Linked DNA regions of Mus musculus: region 2 is linked to region 1. A link is a contact called in public promoter capture Hi-C data. All regions are on one chromosome and are shown on one strand. The core of a region is the stretch at or near the end of the contact, and the rest is flanking DNA. Distances in the headings are between cores, read along the strand shown.

Region 1 (5,655 bases), core at 317-2,816:
CATGTGTGTGTGTGTGTGTGTGCACTTGTGTGCGTGTTTGGGGGGAGATTTGCTTTACACTAAAATTTTCAGGTGGCTTTTAGGGAGTTTTCCCCTCGTTACAGAGTTTGGGTAACTTTCTCAGCAACTGCCTTTGTAAAACCGCCTCACAGTCTTCTGGTGGTCTGGCAGGATCTTTGAAAAATCCCTGTCTCTGGAATGCAACCGAGTGCCTGCTGTGGGAAGTATTTAACAGCAATATGGATTTCACCTTTGCCTTATCTGGTACACCCAGGAGATTCTCTTTCCTCTATCCCCCAGTCCTTTATTTTCCCTGAGAGGAGTCTGTTGTTGCTCAAGATGTCCTTGAACTCTGTATGCAGTGGATGCTGGCCTCAAAGAACTCCTCATTTTGACCTCCGGGACTTTTTACATCCAGGACTGCTGGGATAACAGGCATGGGCCACCATGCTTGGCTTTCTTCCTCTCCTGTTTCCTGATGGAGGACGATTTCAACACTGCCCATACAGGTTTCCTTGGTGGTCTAGGTCATGACCTTCACTTAGGAGAGAGCCGACAGACTTGCCTAAAACGACCCAATCCCCCTAATCTGGGTGTCTTCATGTTTCACAAAATGTTCATTCTGTTCTCAGCCGAACCCATCTAGACAAAAACATGCAAGCAAAAGAAAAAAACCAACCAAACAAACAAAAACCCCAGTCAACCAAACAAAAACCAACTCCAGTCATTTTCTGTTGAGGACTCTGAGGCTGCTTGCAGCGGGGAGGTGGGGAGGGCGGAGCTTTGGCTCGATAAGCATTAGATACTAAAATGTGAAATGGAAAATTTTGAAGAACATGTGGAAGAGGAGGCAGGGAGAGCTTTAGGGAATCGCAGGCCTGAGTGAAAAAAAAAATCCCTGCAGAAGTCGAGAGCGCTGAGGCACACAGACATATAGAATCTGTAGGCAGTGGTCGCAAAGGCTGCCGCGCAGCCCTGCAATCCAGCCTGCAGTGACCAGGTCTAGCCTTGGAGCCACAAACGCATCCTCATTCAGGCCACGCCCCAAGCCCAAAAGCCTCGGCCTCCGGCTCCCGCTCCGGCTCCACCATTCCCCCACCGCCCCACCTCACAGCTTTAGACTGAGGAAGGGCCGGCCTCGTGCTTTCGCCCTTCTGCTGGCTGAGGTGGGCGGGGCCGTGCCCGCTGAGGAGGCCCGAGCGGGCGAGCGAGGTGGGCGGGGCAGTGCTGGCGGAGTGGAGCCGAAGCGGAAGGCGAGGTGGGCGGAGCCTCGCTAGCCCAGGCGGAAACGGGACCACGAGAGGAGCCGGTCTTCACCCGCTAAAATAGGCGGAAGTGGGAAGGCGAGGTAGGCGGGGCCTCGACTGCCTAAGTGGGAGAACTGATGAAGTGGGCGGGTGTAGGCACGCAATGTGGGCGGGGCCCGCCCTGACTGAGGCGGGCGGGACTGCATAGACAGGCGGGAGCCTCAAGGGAGTGGGCGGGGCCGGGCCGGCTGTGATGGGCGTGACCGGGGGGTGGGCGGGGCCGCAGACTCGAGACTCGGTGCCCGAGGGTGGGCGGCACTAGAGGGAGCTGCGGCCGCGCCCGCCCTGTCGCGCCTTGCTTGCTGCTCGGAGCGCCGCCTCCCCAGCCGTTCGGAGCCGCCGCGATGGCGGAGGACAGCGAGTCTGCGGCCAGCCAGCAGAGCCTAGAGCTGGACGACCAGGACACGTGCGGAATAGACGGAGACAATGAGGAGGAGACCGAACACGCCAAAGGGTAGGAGGTGGCGCGCGGGCGCGACAGGGCGGGGACCGCGCGCACCTCAGGGCTCCCGCGCCCGCTCGTGGCGTGCGGGAGCCCCTAGACCGGAGGCTCCGTTTGGCGGTGTCCTCATCCCGAGACCATTGTGAGGTGCAGGTCTCCCAGCTCTCGGGGAGCACGCAGTGGTGGGCGAGGGCTGAGGTGGGCGGGGAGACTGCGACTCGGGCCCGGGAACCCGCGACGCGACAGTCACCTGCCGCGCGCCCCCGCTGGCTTGGCCTCACCCTACCACGGCGAGTGGTTCGGGTGGGAACTTAGCAAGGACGCAAGGCCCTTCCCTTTGCGGTGGCGGCGTCTTGGACCGGCGAGGCGAGGGAGATGCAAGTCGTTCCACTTGTGCCTTGGCATCCTTCTAGTTCTTTCGCGCCCCCCCCCCCCAGCCGCCACTAACCCCCTGTAGAGAGGAAACCCGCAGAGCCGGCGGTGGGGGTGGGATAGGGATGCGCCTCTGGCGGTCTCGGCTGCTGGCGACGAACTGCGCAAAGTTCTGCCTCCCAGGCCGGGAAAGGGGCGCCGAGACCGGGAGAGGGGGAGGGAGACAGGTCTCAGCCGACGCCTGAGGGCGTTCAGCTTTGCGGCCTCTGAGCGTGCCCTCAGAGCTTTCTAGAGCAGAGCTGACGGGTGAACGGAGTTCCCGCGGCCCCGACCTTGCCCCTCCTGCAAAACTGGTGTCTGATCTCCAAAGCCAAATGCACCAAGTACTTTAACATTTGATCGGTTTCTCAATCTATGCTGCCCTCTTTTCTCCCCTACAGACTTGATTTTTTTTTCTTCGAGAAAAGACTGCTTCTGGTTAAGGCTGGTATTGAAGTTCTGTTTTAGAGGCGGGGTTTGGAGGATCATTTTAAATAAAGACCGGTGTCCCTTTGTAGGTGCTGTTTGCCTCAGCCTTTTACCCTGTTGGATTCAAACTATGCGCTGGCACAGACTGTTACTGCTGCCCCTTAGAAGTGAGATTCTGCGAACCATGGTGACTGGAGAAGTGGGTCAGCCTAAAAACACGATAGGGAAGCCTGAGTCACAGATGGCTTATTTATTCAGTTCATGGAGAGTCTTTAAAGTATTTGTATTTTATTTCAACGTTTACTTTAAGCTTTAAGAAAGGAGGCTGTATTGATCTTGAATACGTTATCAGATATTAAATGACAAATGTCAAAAAAGAAAAGCTGACTACATATATCTCCCTTTGGCATGTTGCTTTTTAAGGTTTTCAGCGAACAGTTCAGTGGCAGCTGCAAGTACTGAATGTTATCATTCAAGTCTAGATTTTTTTTAAGCCCAGAGAGGCAATTCTTCAGAAATCTTAGCCTGAGTTCTGTTTATGAGTAATAGAAATTTGCCTGTGATAGCTAAATATGAGTGTATTTTTGAAACACTAGCCGTCTTGCCAGAAGTGGGTCCATATGCACGCCAGTGGATAGATAACTCAAGGAACTTCAGCACCCGTAGGTTATCTTTCTGGGGAGACCCTGGACTTATCTCTCTTCAAGTTATATTGTTCTGTGTGATTGGTATGCTAGGGTGGGGGTTTAAATCAAGCTTCCTTCCTTACAAAGTCCAGGATACCCTTGGTACAAAGACATACTCTTCTCTGCAACCACTGATCTGGAATTGTTTGATGCCTTGCTATAGGTAGGCTGTTTGAAGTTCCCATAAGAGCATCCACAGGCATTTTGGGCCCAGTTAAGAGGTTTCCAGATTTATTACACATCAGCACATTAATTATATATTAGGATGCTTAATCAAAATTTAGAGCTGCCCAGTAGATTGGGCTGTTTTAACCAAGAGTAGGCAACATGATAACTTATAGTTTAAAAAATTAATATAATGGAGTAATTGTTATATATTAAAGTATAGAGAGATTAGCAAAACCGAAGTAACTGTTCTGCTCTGTTGAACTGCTTTCCTCTTTTGATTTCAATTTAGACAGTACAATTTAAGGAAGTCGTTCTGTTTTATTTGGCTCATGAATTGATAGTGCTCCATAGAAACCCAAGTTTTCTTTAAGTAGCTAAAGTTTATCAGTGTTAAAATATAGAAAACTTTTCCTTCCTTACTTGGCCTCTTCATTCTCCACTAGTTTAAATAAACAACAAATAAAGAGCCTCTGGAGAATGAACAGATAATGTTTTACCTCTAATAGGCAAAGTATTACTTCTGAGCCAATAGGCCATGGTCAGTACATGGAGCTGTAATTTGTTCAATAGCTCCCCTGTGGCTTGAAAGGATTAATATACACCCAACATTCAGTATAATGCATCTAGGAGTTATTCTAGCTTACTGTGTTGAAACTGTAGATACAAATAAAGGAAAAATACACAGTGAGATACCACTATGCTTTTGTTTTTGCAGAATTTTCTTCATTAGCTTTATATTTTATTTTATGGGTAATATTGAATGCCCATAAACAGAAGATGAGGTTTTGTGTTTAATTTAAAGCAATAGCATAAGTATTATAAAATACTTGAGTGTCATCTTTGTCATGGGAAGTGTGTACATCAACTCTTTGGTCCACCCAAGTATGGTAGCAGTATACCACTCTAAAAGTTACATGCATTCTCAAAGCATTGATGAACAAGGAGATTGGCAGTTTTAAGTAGTGAGATGATAGCTCAGACAATGTAGTTTTATTATTTTCAAATAAAATATGGACAATTAGAAGTAAGATAATTGAGGATTTCCTAAAAAGATCCCTTCAGTGACTTGCCTTACCACCTGATTCGTGGAGCTTGAGGAAACTTGAAAACTTTGAGGCCAATGAAAAGTCCAAATGACTGAAGCTATCATTCCTTTGCTGGGTGGCAGTGGGGAGAGGTTGTCTCCAGGATGACTCTGCTAGGAACTTGCCTACCCCAGTGTGAGGCTGCAGAGGTAATTCAGGGTCTTTAATATGGACTATTCTACTCAGTCTTGATTTGTTCTGCCTTCTCAGTTTCTGAAGGGATTTGGAAAAACTGTTGAAGATGGCCACAATGTTAAGTCTACTTAAACCCAAGGTCTTCTTGCCCTATTAAGGAATGTTTTCTCCACTTGTAAACTACATCCTAGAGGACTCCTTAGCTTCATCCTATGAAAATCAGCTTTTTAATCACTGTGACAATTACATGGGAAAAACAGTTTAAAGAATGAAAGATTGATTTTTTTTTTTTTTTGGACACACAATTTCAGGGCTTTCTGGCTGTGGTCCGTTAGTTCAGTTTTGTGACTGGTGGGGCAGAAGCCCAGCATAGAATGACTTAAGGAATACGATTGCTCACCTTGTGGCAATCAGAAATTGGGGGTGGAGGTGGTACAGGAATGTACTTTCCTGGTAGAGGAGTTGCCCACTATGCATATCTATCTGGCTTTATTTAATCCCTGATACCACAAAAAATTTAGTTAAATGTGGTGGCTGTAATCCTGGCCTTTGGAAGCTGAGGAAAACCTTGCGTTTAAGTCATAGCCAGCATTGTCTCAAAAAAAAAAAAAAAAAAAGCTTGAGACAAGAGGCCCATTGGACACGCAAAATTTATATGCCCCAGTACAGGGGAACGCCAGGGCCAAAAAGGGGGAGTGGGTAGGTAGGGGAGTGGGGGTGGGTGGGTATGGGGGACTTTTGGTATAGCATTGGAAATGTAAATGAGCTAAATACCTAATAAAAAATTAAAAAAAAAAGCTTGAGACAAAATAATAAAAGGTTTTATATTGATTTAGAGTTCTTTGGGTATATTCCCAAGAGTGGCATAACTGATTCATAAAATAGTTGTTACTGGTTGTTGTTGTTGTTACTGTTACTGTTGTTATTATTATTGACCCTCTATACTGATTTCCATACTGGTTAGGATAATTTACATTTCTTCCACCAACAGA
Region 2 (5,912 bases), core at 1,521-4,020, 6.8 Mb after region 1:
TTGGGGTGTGCAACACTGGGGTACAGCCTTTGCCTGTCATGTTCAAACCCTGAGGTGAGTCTCTAGCACCAGAAAAAATTAAAAGCTAACCAAACAAACAAAAAAAAAAAACCCAAAATCAAACTTTTGATTTGCATAGGCATAGAGAAAGAAAAATAAGAAGAAATAGAGTATATAGAAAATACTAGGTTTGGTTGTAAAAATATAGAAAAGATCAAAGATGGAATATGTGACAAACTATTTCAGCATACCAGCTATTGGACACAGAGACCATTCTATTAATCCCTTCTAGAAATGGCACAACAAAGGCAACACCATTTGAGCTTTGTTTCTTTTTCTATTTTTTCCTTTCCTTAATGCTCCACATGTAGCTAGAAAACCTGGTTTTAGGCACAAGCTTCGCTTGGACTGACACAGGCTCCCATGGAACGTTATGCAGACGGTTCTGAGTTGCACACCCGCCCTCTAACTCTCCGTGCAGTGTATACTTTAAGAGCAGTTATGGTTCTCCTTCCTCTAGCTCAAGACAACTGTCTACACCACAGCTCCATCACTGAATGGCCATGAGGTACCTGACTGCTCACAAATGTTAAAAATATTATGGGGGAAATAGAAATATGGAGTACTGAGTCAAAGGCCAACTTTTAGAGGTTGGCTCTCTCCTTCAATTGCATGTCCAGGGAGCTAGAGCCAGACTCAGGATGGCAAGAGTGAACCTCTCGAGCCTTTAGGGCTAATTTACTTTAATGAACTCCACTCTGAGAAGCTACTGCACCATGTCCCGACTCATCCTCTGGAGGCTGGTACAGAAACCTGCCCTACCCACCATGCTGATGGAGAAGCAAGTGGACTGTGAGAAAGTATCAGCATCTTCTTTGATCATACAGTGTTATTTGAAGACTTCAAGTCGGTAGAGGAAGGAGTTAGACTTGATGCCTATGAACGAATCAGCAGTCTGGAAGGAATGCTGGGAGTGTGTGATGCTACATAGTGTAGAGTTAAGGAAAACACCCAACTAGCTAACTAGTGAACACCTAACCAGCTAATACCTAGCTAACTCTCAAGAAAACATTGGAAGCGTATCAAATTCTGACAGTGGCCTCACTACACTTGACAAAAGAATAGTCTTTTCACACATTGTATACACAAACACGGGAGACAGCTGATGTTTGCTGAGGACCACTGGATGCCAACAAAGACCCTTCACATCTTATCACCTAAGAAGTGCCAACTGGTGCAGGGCAGGCACTCCACAAATATCTACTGGCTGAAGGAGACACAACTGAGAATGCAACTGTTATTGACCTCCATATAAGTAACTCAAGCTGACTTCCAAGGTTAATCTAACAACATCTGAACGAACACACACACACACACACACACACACACACACACACATTCTCTGGAACTCCTTTTGCAGACTAGGCTGGCCCAGAACTCAGACACCCACCTGCCTCTGCATCCTGAGTTGCTGAGATCAAAGGTGTGCACCACCAACATTCTTCCAATACATAGTTCATATCTATCGTATTTAATTGCCTCACTACTTTGGAGTCTTAGCATATTGCTACAAATTCTTTGCTTAATGAAAGAACTATTTCAACTAGTTCTTGGCAGTTCTCTAACCTAGGTTACAAAACCCTAGTTCAGTGCTGGAGCGCCTTAATAATCCTCTGTACCATAAAAACAAGGAACCACTAAAACACTGTCCACAGTTAACAATCTCCTTAGCACCAGTTCTTCTAGCAGTCTAGCTTCAAAGTAGTTCATGTTATTATACAACGTCACCCATAAGTCACGTTTTACCTGACCTTCCCTGGGCATTCTAATATACAACTATTTTATTTTGCACAGAGGATTAGTATTTAAAGTCGCCCAACCTTATGGTATCCCTTTATCAAATGGAGGCTAACAAATGTAACTGTATTAAGGCCTCCTCCTCCTACCGAGGGACCTTGGGACAGTTTTATGACCTTGCAGAGATTGTACTTCAACACGAGGGCATGATGACAATGGCAATGTCTTTCTCTTCCTCATCGGCAGATTTTTTTAAACCCCTTTAGCACCAAGGCGACCAGCAGGTTCAGGCGGGGGCTGATTTTGAGTTCCTTCGTTTCTCCAGTACCCAGCAAAGAGTCGGATGGCTACACAGTGAATGCCTTACCAAAGAGCTCAAGCAAGCCATCACACCTTAAAGGGTCACGCTGCTCCCCCGTGCAGTGTTTCACAGGGCTTCAAAGCCAAAAGTTACAACCAAACGTTCCCCGGTCGCCCCTTCACCTTCAGGGCCTTTCTAAAGACTTTGCAAGCTGTGCTCCCGGGTACGGAGCGGAAGTACGGAGTTGATCGAAACCCAGATGGCTCCAAAGCTCAACCCGAATCCCGTCCGGGTCCCGAGGTCCCGGATGGCCGTTCCAGTCTCAGGGGATCAGACCGTGACCTTGTTCTCTTTGACCCCTACCAGGGGTCCGGCACGCAACCTTCCAGCTCTGCAGACATCCCCGCGGCCTGAGCTGGGGCCTTCTTCCGCCAGGAGTGAGCATGCAGCTCCATCCCTCCTGCCTCGCAGCAAGCCCGAGCCCCCGCATCCCTCCCGATGTGGTCCTACCATTGCGGCTGCACGGCGCAGGCCGACAGCCCGACAACGCTCGCCCGCGAGAACATGGTGGAGCCTTGAAGGTCGGGCAGACGGGACTCAGTGCGCGTGCGCGGGAGCTCAGGCGCCCCGGCCCGCTCCGCCTGCGTCCTCGGTCTCGCTAAATCTCGTGAGCGCCGAAGCCGCGAGTTCCCTGGCCCCACCCATTTCCTGCTGTCAATTTCGGTCCCGCCTGTCCCCGCGCTGAGCCAGTTCCGCTTCCGACCGCTTTGTAGTTGTAGCGCTCAGGGTCGCCATGGGCAAGTCGGATTTTCTGAGCCCCAAGGCCATCGCCAATAGAATTAAGTCCAAAGGGCTCCAGAAGCTTCGCTGGTACTGCCAGATGTGCCAAAAGCAATGCCGCGACGAGGTAAGTGACTCAGGCTGGCCGCGACCCCTCCCTCGGCTTGGAGCCCTCTCCGGCGCAGTCTTCCCCAGCTCGGCGCGAAGCCCTCCAGCTCCACGAGAAGTGGTCGCAGACAAGCACTCACTGATCGCTTACAATCGCTAGGCTGAGCACTGAGGTTTTACATTTAGACTTCCCTGGTGGGGTCGGTCGGTCAAGACGAGGAACTCAAGTTGCTCCGCTTAATAGTGACATGGGCTTGGCCACTACTGGTAAAGTAGAGGTAATAGTTGTACCCACCGGCAAGATTGTCGCCGAGTTTTTTCATGGAGAGAAGAACTCTCCATGACATAAATGCTTCATTCCCGACTTGCTACTGCTATCCTATAGTTTCAGTATGTGGGTTCCCAAAGGTACAGGCGTGCAGTCCATCGCACCTAGGAGTGACCGCTAAGTGTTTTTCCATATTTGCTTACATCATATAGTAAATTATATAAATATATGAATATCAGTATACCTTCACCCTTGAAGACTTAATTGTGTAATCAACATAACAAGTAATCGTATTATCTTTTCAATTAATGCCAAAATGCCACCAATATAACAGAACTAATAAAAATTCTTGTACATTATCTGATACATATTTTTGTTTTAGAGACAGTATCTCAGTATGTAACTTTGGCTGGTCTGGACCTCACCAGGCTGGCCAAAAAACGAGATAGACCTGCCTCTGCTTCCCAAGTGCTGGTTGATATCAGAGATATACACCACCCTACTTTATATTAATACTTTCTTGGTAGTCTTGTGGTGGCGATGGGGACCAGAGAGGTTGTTTATTAAGCAGTGCTACAAGTTTTGTTTAATGTCTTATGTATGCCTGGCAAATGCTCTACCACTGAGCCCTCATGCACTGCGTCATATTTCTGTTATCTTATTTTGGTGTATGTGTTTATGCATGTGTGCATGCTGCACCAAACAGATACATCCATACGGAGATCAAAGGGCCACATGTAAATGGTTATTTCCTTCCAGCTTGAGGGTCCTGGGATTGAAGTCATGTTGTCACATCTGGCACCAAGCGCCTTTAGCCACTGAGCCATCTTACTGACCTTATGCCACCTTCTTAGTAAGTCATCACAGACTGAACCCAGTCCCACTGCCACTGACTGGATTGCAAAACTCTGTGCATGTTATTGTTTTTCTAAGACAGGGTTTCTCTGTGTGGCCCTGGCTGTCCTGGAACTTGCTCAGTGAACCAGGCCCAGGCTGGTTTTGAACTCATAGATATCTGTCTCTGCCTTTTTAGTGCTGGGACTAAAGGTGTGCAACGCCATTGTCCAGCTTCAAAACTCTGACTTACTTACACTCATTTCTTTCTTATTTATTGTTTCTTTTGTTTTTTGCGATAGGGTTTCTCAGTGTAGCCCTGGCTGTCATGGAACTCTCTCTGTAGACCAGGCTGGCCTCGACCTTCCAAATGCTGGGATTAATGGTGTGCTCCATCACCACTCAGCTCAGTTCTTTTTTTTTTTTTAAATATTTGTTTATTTATTATATGTAAGTACACTGTAGCTGTCTTCAGACACTCCAGAAGAGGGCGTCAGATCTCATTACAGATGGTTGTGAGCCACCATGTGGTTGCTGGGACTTGAACTCAGGACCTTAGCAAGAGCAGTCGATGCTCTTAACCGCTGAGCCATCTCACCAGCCTCAGCTCAGTTCTTAACCTTTTAGTTATCCATGGACCATCTACAATTTTTGCCTAATTTGTGCACTGCCTGAAAGAAATGATCAAGTTTTACTTTAAAAGAAATTTGGTATCAAAGACCAGTATTGCTTTTCATAAATTAAAATATGGATCAAAATGAAACCAAAATATTATTCAATTCTAGAAACCTAATGGATTGGAAGGGGTGGAGGGGATATCATGGCTCTGGCCTTCCTTCCTGTCAGTTTTCCCAGTATTTCAAGATGGGGACAGAAAAGGGAACATGTAAGAGCCACGCCCTCCTTCCCTTGAGTAGGGAAGGCAGGGAATGTACCTGAGGCCAGCCAGCCAGAATCAGCATCCCTACCAAGAAAACACAATAAACAGACCTGCTCATGTGTCCTCTTCTCATGAGAACTTATGTTCAGAAGAACATTTGAGGATGGTGGAATGGGTGACAGATGTGGTGGCACACACCTGAAATCACTGCACTTCACAGACAGAGACAGGAAGTCTCAAGTTTCAGACCTGACGCTGCAGTTTAAGGCTTATGCCCCCATGTCCACCTCATTACTTCCTGGTTTAAAAAGTGTTTTTCAACTATTTTCCCCCTCTTGCTAGTTTCCTTCTAACTCCCAGGACAGAGTCCTTTTTCAATATTGCTTTGTAACCTTTAACATTTTTTTGGTTTTTTGGTTTTTTTTTTTGTTTGTTTGTTTGTTTGGTTTTTTTTGAGACAGGGTTTCTCTAAGTAGCCCTGGCTGTCCTGGAACTCACTCTGTAGACCAGGCTGGGCTCGAACTCAGAAATCCGCCTGCCTCTGCCTCCCGAGTGCTGGGATTAAAGGCGTGCACCACCACGCCCGACAACCTTTAACGTTTTTCATGAATCTTAGCACTGTGAGACCCTGAGGATTTCCTTCCATGGCACAGGATGAAACATGGGACCACTCATTAATTGATCTTTCCCAAAATGTGTACCCTGAGCCTAACTAACTTTCAGAATTACAAGAACTAGAGAAAGAAGGCAGAAGGAAACCATTCACCACCATGAGGGTGCAGTTCACAGCTATGCGGCATTGGCCGGCCTCTCTGAGGCAGTGCTTAGGCAGGAAGGCTGGTTACGTTTAATATGTGTGCCAGAGTGTCTGGTTGTGTGTGCACACTTGCTCGCCCATGGAAGCCAGAAGAGTGTAAGTGTGTCTATGTGTGTGTGTGTGTGGG

Evidence for each region. Promoter capture Hi-C pulls out the DNA fragments that hold promoters and counts their contacts.
Region 2: a promoter capture Hi-C map of pre-B cells shows a contact between it and region 1. The contact joins the promoter of Atp5c1 here to the promoter of Nmt2 in region 1. A contact is called at or near these places in 1 of 39 promoter capture datasets (pre-B cells) and 1 of 484 Hi-C or Micro-C datasets (rod photoreceptor).

What each region holds. Positions count from the first base shown.
Region 1 is chr2:3,282,646-3,288,300 of GRCm38.p6, forward strand. It overlaps Nmt2 (N-myristoyltransferase 2), which reads left to right and starts at 1,567. Exons shown (of 14, transcript NM_008708.2): 1 at 1,567-1,761. The coding sequence starts at 1,652.
Region 2 is chr2:10,077,740-10,083,651 of GRCm38.p6, forward strand. Atp5c1 (ATP synthase, H+ transporting, mitochondrial F1 complex, gamma polypeptide 1) reads right to left here and starts at 2,771. Exons shown (of 10, transcript NM_020615.4): 1 at 2,609-2,771. The coding sequence starts at 2,664. It overlaps Kin (Kin17 DNA and RNA binding protein), which reads left to right and starts at 2,873. Exons shown (of 5, transcript NM_025280.2): 1 at 2,873-3,005. The coding sequence starts at 2,892.